2 separate regions of the Xenopus laevis genome follow, and region 1 is linked to region 2. A link is a contact called in public Hi-C data. All regions are on one chromosome and are shown on one strand. The core of a region is the stretch at or near the end of the contact, and the rest is flanking DNA. Distances in the headings are between cores, read along the strand shown.

Region 1 (6,477 bases), core at 2,592-5,091, 45 kb after region 2:
TTTCCGGGAACTTTCCGATTTCACTATTTTTCGTGAATTTTTTCGCTGTTTCGCAAATTTTGCGGGAAATTCGCACATTTTTCAGCGAGGCAAAATGGGAGAAATTCGCCCATCACTAGTTGTTATTACAATCTCTAGTGTGTCAATCTCTAGTGTGTATCTTGGTGTATGCTGGTAGTTGTACTTCAATAACAGATAATGGCCCCAGGCTAATGCCTGACATTTGTGCTGTACAGCAGATATTCACTGTTTCCGGTTTTCATCCTAGGTTTAAGTGTGCCTGCTGGGCATCTGCTTGTGTTTGGTATTCTATGTAAGTGTGTATGTGCACATATTCATGTAGTTAAATTCCTAATCACAGAATGTGCAAGTGAGATTTGTAATGCCCTTTGCTGCAGCGTGCACAAATTAATACACTGAATTCTGATATATTGTCTTTGCAAATGAAAGTAGTTATTTCACTATATGGAGGGCTAAGTGATAATATGAGAAATATTTGCCCTTGGCATCATCCTGACTGCACTAGACCAGTAGGTGCTAACCACCTATTTGTACAGCCCTGTGGTAAGCTTATTTACTGAACAGTGTTACCTAGAGGGACCTGACAATAGAACAGCTCATGCAATAATTATAATACAGCACTAAAAGCCCTCTTATTTCTGCAACTGTGATAACAGGTATTCTTTCTATAGAAAATGTATGTATATATCTAATACACAAGCTGTTCTTAATTATATATGACTTTTCTGACACATACTGTATAAACCTGTGTTAAAAAAGGAAGAACATCTATAATAATATAGTAATTTTGAATTTAAGATTAAATAAAGATTCAACCTATTGCTCATATAATTCCTGCTTAACTTCTACCTCATGCAGACAAAGCTGAAAATAAAAAATCTTAAAGGACAAGGAAATTATTCACTGGGAGTTAGTAAATTGCAATACACTGAGAATGCACCCATACTGGACAGCCACAAGGGATCACTGGGAAAGCAGATTTCAGTGTCCTTTAAAGCTTCCCTTAAATTCTCTATCATGGAGGTTATGGCTTAAAATCTGCTTGCCACTGGTAGTTTGGTTGTGTAAAAGAATAGCATCAGCCGCATGCTCCTTTCTCTAATCCAGATAGTATTTGGTCTTACAAGGAGTTGATCTGTGCTTTGTGGCAGAGACAGTTAGGAACGGCAGCCAAGTGTGTGAGAGGTCACAGAACACAGTCTGTTTATCAAAAGACACAATGGGAAAAGAACAGTGTGTGAAGACATTCCCTGTTCCTGACCAATGCTACACCAAGGAAAACAAAATGCCTTTGTGACACCTGTGTGTGTGAATAGTTTAGGGTTAGATAATATTACTTTTGAACAATTTCCAAATCTGCCTGCTGGGGAAAGGTTAAATATCACATGCCAGCTATTTCTCCTTCAGTTGCCATTACACCTTGTGGTTCTTTTTCCCCCCAACTATTAATGATTACTCATTAATCCCAGGAAACCAGTTATAGAACAGAACAATTTAAAAGGGCACAGGAGTCTCTGGGTGAGGTTATTTAAGTCAACAAGGCTTCTTCTCAGTTAAGACATGCAGATACAGCGAAACCTCTTTTACATACCCTAATTTTACATCCCTGGATTTTACAAAAATATTCCCAAAAATTGCAATTTAGGGTAGTGGCACACGGGAAGTTTTGTTTTTTGTAGAAGCGTCAAATCTCCCAGAAATGGCTCTCCATTGCCGGTAATTGAAATGGCTGGCGTTATGCTCAACTGTTCGATAATTTGTTTATAGATGCCTCCAGAGGAAGTCGCTGGCGACAAATCTTCCCATGTGTCACTGCGCTTACCCTCTGTGAATATTATTATTAGTGAAATAAAGAGATTTAAACTATTAACCAGATGCATATTTTGCGATGTTCTGTCTGTAAATAGACAATTCCAATTAGTCTGCACCTCATGCAGTCATAGTCAAACCACTTATTGCAGTAGCTTGTGCATATGCCCCCCCCATAGTGTAACATTAATGCTGCAATGTTTAACCCTAGTAATTAACACAGTAACTATTGTATTTCAAAGTAAAATTGACTCCTGTGCTTATATCCTTTGAGTAATATAGTAAGTTATGTTGAAAAAAGACACACGTCCATCAAGTTCAACCTTTTAACTTTTTTAACCTGCCTAACTGCCAGTTGATCCAGAGGAAGGCAAAAAAAAAACATCTGAAGCCTCTCCAATTTTCCACAGAGGGGGAAAAATCCTTCCTGACTCCAAAAAGGCAATCAGACTAGTCCCTGGATCAACTTGTACTATGCGCTATCTTCCATAACCCTGTATTCCCTCACTTGCTAAACACCATCCAACCCCTTCTTAAAGCTATCTAATGTATCAGCCTGTACCACTGATTCAGGGAGAGAATTCCACATCTTCACAGCTCTCACTGTAAAAAACCCCTTCCGAATATTTAGGCGGAACCTCTTTTCTTCTAATCGGAATGGGTGACCTCTTGTCAGCTGGAAAGACCTACTGGTAAATAAAGCATTAGAGAGATTATTATATGATCCCCTTATATATGTATACATAGTTAGCATATAATTTGCATATCATTTTATCCTGGTCCCCTGAAAAACTTAAAATGGGGGTTCTACTATAATCGGTTCCTCTTGCACAATAACCTTTGCCATCAACTTTTATTCAAAATGAGAGCAAATGTAAAGCCAGCTTTATACAAGGTATATATTGCCTTTTTTTACTTACGGTGATTAGACTAATGCAACTCTGATAGACTTTATTAATTGGGTTTCTGCCACTACCTGCTCCTCTGAGTTTTGGGAATTCAAGTTCAATACTACAGTCAATCCATCAGAGCATATCTTGTCTTCTTCTTCTTCTACCTCCTATTTTCTCCACCTTCATTAATTTATGTGGCCAAAGAAGCTGAACTTTAGTTTTACCATCAGTGTTTCTTGTAACAATTATGTACCTTTCTCATAGTCCAACTTTTACTGCCATATGTTACCACAGGGAAGACTACAGACCTAAATGTCAGATGGCCCCATTAGGAAAGCGAGAGCCTTGGTAGGAAGCTCAGACTAAATCCCAGTTTAGAGAAATTTTAAAATAATGCATATTTTCTTCCTTACATATATAGATATAACTAGATGCCCAGATTGAAGAGATTTGGTGGTGAACACTTATTTGTTGTCCTAGATATTCTTCGAACTAAAGCTGGCCATTCACGAATAGATCCCCCAACCTCGCCATACAAGCAGATATTTGCCCAATTTGGGTACCCATATGAATTGCCAAATCAAGTTTATTTTTGTCTTGGGTGCCAGTGTTCCGATCCTAATATATCTGTCAGACAGAGCAGAATTAATGCAACACAAATTGGGGTCAATTTAATTAAAAGCCAGTTAAAGTGGATGAAAAGTCATCCCACTAAATTTAGGTTTCAGTTAGCATCCCGCTAAAGAAGCTATTTTGCTATATGCATTCATTGTGTTTTTCTACAGTTCCAGAGGTTTAGCCTGCAGCCCTTCACTACTGGCTGGAGTAGTGGGGTAGTAGATGCTGGTTGGCTTTACAATCTCCTTCATAACATTCAATATAACTGAGATAAGTGCAAGCTTCGAATATTTTCTACAAAAATTTTTTTTTTTGCAAAGAGTTTTGCCGTTGTCAGTTATCATAAACCCCAGTGAGAAAAGGGAACAAATGCCCAACGTGTGTGTGAGTTGCTTTGTTGACCCCTTGGCAGGAAGTTGTTAGTGACAAATTGTGGTTGCATATTCCCCTCCCTACTGAGTCGGAACAGTGTGTGGGACAAGGAGGAGGCTAAGTAGGTGAAAGTTTACGCTGTTCCAGCTCAGTGTTTACTTGTAGTCATATGAGTTCATTGTGCAAAGCCCCCTTCTGGCTTATTCTTGAAATTCAAGATGAAAACATCTCAATAACATTCCACAGCCTCACTATAAACAGCCATTTGTAGTCAGGAACACCCAACCCCTTTGCTAAAGCTGCATTGTGTAACCACCAGCATGTCCAGCTACTAATAATAACTATACATCCACAGCACCACGTCATATAGGCACCCATTGTACTGCATAAAAAGTCCGACCAGGATAAAATGAAGGTAAATCCATACCCTGTTTATATTGTGCACATAACATGTGACATCTGGCTATGTCAAGCCTGGGCATAAGGAAACCTAATAGAAATAAATAGGGATGAAACCCCCACAGCCCTTTCTTAAAATAGCCCCTCCTGCTCAAAGGGTCCCCTTCCACCTTCCTTACTGCATCTAATGGTCATCCTTGCTTGGTCTTCCTATATATTTATAATTTTTCCCTATTCATAACATTGGGATGAACCGGTAAAATACTGGCCAGGTGGCAACCCTATCCTTGCCTCATTCCTGGCCCAACAAAGCAGTAACACAATGACAATGGAGGCTGCCACTCCACATCTGTGTGAAGGCTCCCTGCCATTGATTTCCAACCAGAAGCACACTCACTAGAAACCTGAAGTCAACTGGGTACAGTTGGGTATTGGATGTGGCCAGAGATGGTGCTGCTAACATTGCTCGGCTACCATGTAAGGGACAAGAGAGGATTAGATGTGGTTGGGCCGAGGGCTCTTTGCATGCATGGTAGCATGTGCCCAGGCCAGAGGGGCCCAACAGGTTTTCTCATGGTGCCCTGGAGAGCTAGTCCACTATGCACATCAAACACTGGAAATTAAGAATTTAATTGGTGCTGGAAAGCTGATATTTTTGTATGTGTGCTATAGATGATGTGATTGGTGACATAGAAAGGGTTAAGTACCCCCATTAATCAAGCTGTGGCGATGCATCATTTTCTGCAAATGCAGTCCCTTCAGTGTTTACTTGGAGTGTTTCAGGCCAGCCTGATCTAGCGTATTCAATCACTAATTTAACCTGACATTGTGCTGATCTAACAAATGAAATGCACAAACAAATCCACTGCTCGACTGATCAAAATAACATCTGTTCTAGCATGCTCTGGGTCCATGCTCCCTTATTTAAACACAAGCATGATGGGACTTTAGCTTAACAGCTGCCAGACGACACCCACGCCTTTAGATTCCTGCTCAACAGCTTCTTTTAGGTTCACTTTTTGCCTTTCAAGCAAAATAGAAAATTATATATATTTTAATTTTAATCCAGATATTTACTATCCTATTTAATTTGAAATGAAATGTCCATGTATTATTTAAACTGCTTTTCCATTAACATGTGTCTGCTGCCTGGCACCTGTTCTGGAAACTTGGTTTATTGTAGTGTATTGTAAGAAGGTCATGCATAGGGGTGTTTCAGGGTTGTGCCCAAGGCAAGGGGGCATTTCCTCTGCTGCTGCTCTTCATGTTTAAATTGTATGTGCGAGGGGGCCAAAATTCTAATTTAAAAATTAGACTTTGACTAGTAGGGTCAGACTGGACTAGCGGGACAATGAGAAAAAACCCGGTGGGCCTCAGCCCTTGTGAGCTGACCCAGACCTGCTGGTATAAGTTATGATTTGGAAGGGGGGATGAGGCTGGGGCAGGGGGCCCCCGGGGGAATGGGTAGTACGACGCTGATACCAGAGTGGCTTTTTGCTATTTTGATACAATCATTGTGTAAATGAACTCCATTCATTAAAGTTACTTGCATCCAAAACTGCTTCTTGCACTCTTGTATGCTTTGGCGGCAGGCACCATTGCAGCTAGGGTTGCCAACTTTTCTGGAAAAAATACCGGCCTTCCTTTTTTCCCTATTAATAAGGTTGGGATCAACAATCCTTTTTACTCGCCAGAGTGGTAAAATACCGCCTAGGTGGCAACCCTAATTGCAGCCCAGTAATCTGTTTGGGTGAATTGATGCGCAACTGTGCAAACGTACACTTGGGAACCCTGGAGTATTCCCACTATGCCCTACATCAAACACTCAGCACTCTACATCATACTTAAAGTTCATTTAAAGCGGAACTACCCCTTTTAAAAGCTTGTGGAATGTAGCCTACTGGAATAGGCATAATATGCATCAGCTATATTAAGGGTACATAGAGAACTGCTGCACGTGTTTTTACTAAATGCCACATAACGCAACAATTTCTCGGTAAAGAGATCCTTATAAAAGAAACTCACGGGCTGCACTTGACATAACAGCATATATTTGTGTTTCTCTGCTTGTGTATTTAAGCTTATAGATAAATACCCAATACAACTCTGTATCTTCTGTTATTGACATGAATGGAAACAGCCTGCTTGTGGGCAATTTTGGGTCCTTTGGTGCTGAGCTCTGCACCTAGTGCCGCATTTCCATAATAAACAGACTCCTAATTGTACAAAGAAGCTGATGTAAAGGGCTTGTCTGTACTGAGATTCTAAGAATTCTCTTTTTTTCCCAGTACAGTGAAAACAACAGGTGTTAGTTGTTGCCAGCTGGAGACATCTAGTGGAAGCTCATATATTCACATAGGGCGAG
Region 2 (5,756 bases), core at 2,648-5,147:
AAACACCTGACTGCGGACTGTGGGCTGTGCTGAACTGGGCCTCCTCTAGTCCTGGCTGCAGTCTACAATAGATGCAGAAACAATTAAAAAGGCCCAAATTACCTGCATTCTCAGCTCCCTGGTGCACCATCGCCATGACAACGTCTGTGCAAAGCCCACGGAACCTTCTACTGATCCCGACAAGGACCAAAATACTGTTTGGACAGTATTTTTGGTAAGCCTGAAATGCACCCATGCATCAGCCCCCACCCCGTCCTCTGAATAAAATTGTCTTGCTTTAAACTGGTCTGTGGTGCAAAAAAGGTTGTGGACCGCTGGCCTAAAAGATGTATTAAAGCTTTAAAATAACCAGCTCTGATGGAAATCTTGTTTTCCTGCATGCAAAGTGTGTGCCTGAGTCAGTTATTTTGTTTATTTTGTTAGCTTTTGTTTGTGCTCCAGTTGGCTACTTGAGTTAGCTGTAATGCACCTGCTAGGAGAGGGAGCCCCCCTAAAAGACATATTAGACCTTCCTATCAATCAAAGTCTGAGCCAATAAATAAAACACATTTCTTTACTGCATAATTCAGCCAATGGTGGGTGGTACTGCAAAAGACTCTTCCTATACCTGCAAGAGAGGGAATAGGAAACCATTACTAATCAGCCTAAATGAATCAACTTATTGAAGATAAATGAAGCATGACAGGCTACTTGTGAAAACATGAATCATTTAAACAGTGTGATATCCTTCCTTAATTCTACAATGCTACCTTTGCAGATGCTCATCTTACTAAATAGACTTAAGTTGCTAAATGTACTATTTATATTTACCCTGCTCGCTAGTGAAAGCTAGGCATGCTTATAAGTTGGCTTTATTGATGTGCTTATGATTCTGATTCTTTACTGGTGTAAAGTAACTGTGGCACTGTGATATTAAAGGGACTAGTGCTAGTTAGCTAGAAAAAAACCCTACAAATTAGCAAAACATGAAAAAAACGCATTGAAGTCAATAGGCGTCAAAATCATTTTGAAGCAAGCAACAATTTTTATACCGCGACTATTTTGTCCAAAGGCATTAAAGTCAATGGGTGTCTGAATAATTTGGACGCGCGACAATTTTTATGCTCGCAACAATTTTGACATGCAACAATTTTTTTTTTGTTGCTGCAATCTTCTCCTGCGAATTTTCATCAAAGTTTTACGAAAAATTTGCGGGTGACTGATAGTGGAAATTCACTGCATATCCATGCCTGGTGAATAAATCCATCCATCACTATTAGCGAGATCTGTCCCACATTACAGGACTGTAGGAATATTTTTTTTAAAATTTTAATTATTTGCTTAAAATAGAGTTTTTGGCAGATAGTCTTTGTGTAATGGGTTTCTGGATAACAAATCCCATACCTGTATTTTACTTTGCTGATGGAAAAGCTGTATCCCTCAGTGCCCACTAGGTGGAGGCTCATCACCTATAAAATCCCAGTTACCCAGTCCCCTGACAAAGCCAGGTCTGCCAGATTGCCACAGTTAATGCACCAGGGGTAAATTGAGTGTGAATCTATTCTACAGAAGTGTGCCAAGAAAGGCTTATAACATACAGTTTGTTTTAAAGAAAGGCCCATCATTTTGTCGAGATGGAAAAACACAGCAAATTGCATTCACATTTGCACTTTGCACACTGTACTTGGATTTGGAACTATGACTCTAATAATGCAGTATCCTTTGAGTGTATTATTAATAATAATATTAATAATAATAATAATAATTATCATAATAATAGTAATTAATAAAAATAATAATAATGTATTCATCTCACCTGGCCACCTGGTGTTCTTGGTCACACAGTGTAGTAAGGGAAGAATCCAGACACCCTAGGTGACCCGGACGGCCACCACGCTCCCCCCCTGTGCATGCGCGACCCCAACTGCAAATCACACGTGCATGTGATGTAGGCGAGGGACAGACAGAGTAGGGAAAGGGAGCGATGGAGGGGAGGGAAGGAGGGAGATCGACCGAGGGAGGGAATCAAACATGGACTAGGAGTATGCAGCAGAAGACAGATTAACAGGTACCTGCCTAGCCCCCCGTATCATTACACCCTGTGCAGGTGCCTCTATGCCAACCCCTAGTTCCAGTCCTGGTAGAATTTCACTGTTATTGTTCTGTCAATTAACCCTTGTGGTCCATATACTTAGTGCTGTGCATCTCTAATACAGTCAAGATGTCACTGCACTGACCAGCTCTCCAGTGTATTTATACGCTACTTAATATTGGAGGTGTTCAACCCATAACCACTGTGTGAGGAGGAGATCAAAATACCGTATATACTTTCTGCTGTGACTTTCTGCCTTACATTGTACAGGAATGGCCTGGGCCTATCTGATAATGATGTGATCCAAATCCAATAACACTGGAAATCTGCCCCCAGAATACTGATGTCTCTGCATACCTATGCTGGGCTGAAATTGTTTTACTAACATGGTATAAAGATTTATCTCTAATTGACTGGCCCGCCACTCTCCTACTCACAACTGCCCCAATTATCTGTTCCCTTGTACTGTGTGTAGAAGTGCAGCACTGTTAGTGTTTGCCATCTTGTGCTGTGTCACTTCTGTTCCCTGTTTTGGTCACTGCTTGGGCCTCCAGCCTCAATACTCCTACTCACCAATTGCCAAAATCCCAACAGGCAATGGAAGTGAAAGCACTGAACATGTTACAGTATAAAAGTATTAAGTGTTAGTTGTGCAAAATGATAAAAAAGATTTGGTGCATAGGCTTTACTTCCCCTTTAAGCTGTGCAAAGAGAATGATTCTTACAGGAAAAGAGTGATGAGTCAGGCACATTATTTTATTCTTATTATTAGTTTGAACTATATCATTATAGTTTTTTAAAGGTAGAGAAGCTTAAAAGATAAGTAAACCTTTAAGTGAACGTAAGGTTGATGAGAGTGCTTCCATGATATTAAGGGATACATGTACTGTTGAGATGAATTAATTTTGTGGCATTGTTATAACTAGTGATGGGTGAATTTGTCCCTGAAAAATTAGCAAAGCAAAAATTTTGACACCCGTGTCAATATTGACGCCCGCGTCAATTCTGACGCCAGTGTTAAAGTCAATGGGTGTCTGAATAATGACGCGTGAAAGTTTTGATGAAAGCAACTTTTATGATGCGCGTCCAAAAATTTTTAACGTCGACGAATTTTCAATGCGATAAGTTATTCCTTTGTGCGAACACTTTTTCCTTTTCGCGAATTTAATATAGCTTTTGCGAACCCGGAAACTGTTTAGCGACTTCTTCCAACAGTGGAAGACGGTTTGCGAATTTTCTAGTTTGCGCCAGTGCACAGTGAAGGTAATAAAACTTCTTACCTTTGCTCCAAACTATTGATGGGTGAATTTCTCCCGTTCACAAAACTCGAATTTTGACGCCGAGTCAATTTGCGTCAATTTTGAGGCCGGCGTTAAAGTCAATGGGCGTCCGGATAGCGTTGACTTTTCCGACTCCAAAAGATTATGACATTTAATGAAGATTAAAATGCTCAATGCAATAACAGGAAGAATATTACACTGCGAAATGGAAATTTTTATTCTTATTTGTGCAAACTGTTTTTCTCTTTGTGACTTTTTTTTATTGTATTCCTCCATAATACCTGAACATAAGAGATTGGTAGGCATCGCACCAAGGTGTATTTATAGTAAAAATAAATACTACACTATATCATATTATTGCTTTGGCAGGGATTGGAAAATTACATACACAGGGACTTTATTTTTATTGATGTTTTTCAGGAGCATCATGTTATTTTTTTGAGTGGCCACTAGAGGGTGCTGTAACCTTGCTAGATTGTGCAGAATGAGAGTGCGTTCATAGGTCAGTTCAGCAGCTGCACAGTGCAGGGCTATTTGGGAACTAGTTCTTTCTGGTTATGTGCAGCAGTTGTTATGCTGAGTTGTTTGCGTGTGCCCCTGCCCCCATTACTTGAGCTTCATTCCATGTTTTTTCATGGTCCATTTGATGTCCCATTTTAGTGCATCATTAATCCTTCATAAATCTGTGTGTTTTTATGTTTCAAGAGGTCGATGCAATGTAGAAAAGCTGGGGTTTGCACTGGGGTGTTGGGGCATAAGGTTTGATTTCCTTTATGTTCATATAAAATATGATTACTCATTTTGAAATAGCAATTGCTATTCCTTATAATTTTGACCTTATAAATTATATATGTTCCTCAGATTCTGGGAACCTAAATCTAATTCTCTTCTCTCTCTTCCTAAAATCAAACCTACTGTCTCCACTCCTATTTCTTATACAGGTATTGGACCTATTATCCGGAATCATCGGGACCTGGGGCTTTCCGGATAACAGGTCTTTCCGTAATTTGGATCTTCACACCTTAAGACTACTAGAAAATCATATAAACATTAAATACACCCAATAGGCTGGTTTTGCTTCCAATAAGGATTAATTATATCTTAGTTACGATCAAGTACAAGCAACTGTTTTATTATTACAGAGAAAAAGGAAATCTTTTTTAAAATCTTGGATTATTTGATTATAATGGAGTCTGTGGGAGACGGCCTTTCCGTAATTCGGAACTTTCCGGATAACGGGTTTCCGGATAACGGATCCCATACCTGTATTGTGCTTAGTCTGCCTTGTGCTTGTAGTGTAAGGCGCAGGCCTGGACTGGGAGTCAAAATAGGCCCTGCCATTCCAAGTACACAGAGGCCCAAACAGCCCCCTACCAACCCAAACAGCCTCCTACCAGCCCACTATATGGTAACTTTCTATGGAACCATACAGCAGCCCCTGTGGCATTTGCCAGAATCCACAGATTGCCAGTCCGGGCCTGTAAGGGCACTCAAGGAGATTGGTCATGTGCGTTTAAATTTGCACCAACGTGGACGACAAATATCCCTGAAATGTTTTTCCGTTGGCAATCAAGTAAATCAGCGTTGGGCACATGTGCAGAGCTTTGTTTTCTGAAGATGCTTCCCGAGGAGGAGGTTTGGCTCCTGTGGTAGTGACAATTCTCCACAGATAAAGTTTTTTTAGCTTGCAAGAATGAAGTACTTGACAAAGCAGAGAGACATTTATTTACTTCTGGTATTGTTCGAACTGCAACTCCCACCGATTTTTCGGCCGACATCTGTCAGGAAATTGTTCGGCCAGGTTAAAAAATCTTTATCGGTCCCAGTGCAATCTATCTATGTTTGCAGGGACAAGCAGGCAGCTCCCCTTTGTTTTCCTGGCAAATTGGTCTTTTTACTTGATGGTAAATTTGTACGATCGTTCCGAGATAATCGTGGTCTCACGATGACGATCGGATCTTTTAAAAATCTCAACATCTATGGCCAGCTTTACACACACTGTATGAGAATAAATGAGACCATTACATAACTTGAATAGCACTAAAGGATAGTTAGTCTTTGACAAAGTGGCAGGAGCCACAAACTGTGCCATAAATAATGGCCTGTTTGTGATTGTGATATTGGAATATTTCTATGGAAATAGGGGCTGAAGAAAGTAAAAATAATGGACAATGAGGATATTCATGATGGTATCACAACTGTGCTGTTAAGATATATGGCAAGCCTTGACGTGTGCTCTGTTTCTTGGCACTGACAAATGGAACTTCCAGGGATCTGCTGTTCCTCTCCAGTATCAGTATATGACCTAACTGTCAGCAACATGCCTGCTATTCCTTTTAGCACCAGATCCCTATCCAATGGTTCTAAGTAAATACATAGCAGTGAACTCTGTTTCAAGGGAATGA

Evidence for each region. Hi-C and Micro-C count contacts between places; a contact is called where the count stands out from the background.
Region 1: a contact with region 2 is called in a Hi-C map of animal cap, with 9 times the contacts expected there. The contact joins two enhancer-like sites. A contact is called at or near these places in 3 of 4 Hi-C or Micro-C datasets (the XL177 cell line, the XTC cell line and animal cap).

The regions. Positions count from the first base shown.
Region 1 is chr6S:26,235,195-26,241,671 of Xenopus_laevis_v10.1, forward strand. No RefSeq gene overlaps it. Among protein-coding and RNA genes, the nearest start is that of pdk4.S, 20 kb to the left of the region's middle. Within about 2 kb of position 3,842, at least 2 of the 7 cell types and tissues checked have an H3K27ac peak or open chromatin away from gene starts, as enhancers often do.
Region 2 is chr6S:26,190,009-26,195,764 of Xenopus_laevis_v10.1, forward strand. No RefSeq gene overlaps it. Among protein-coding and RNA genes, the nearest start is that of asb4.S, 20 kb to the left of the region's middle. Within about 2 kb of position 3,898, at least 2 of the 7 cell types and tissues checked have an H3K27ac peak or open chromatin away from gene starts, as enhancers often do.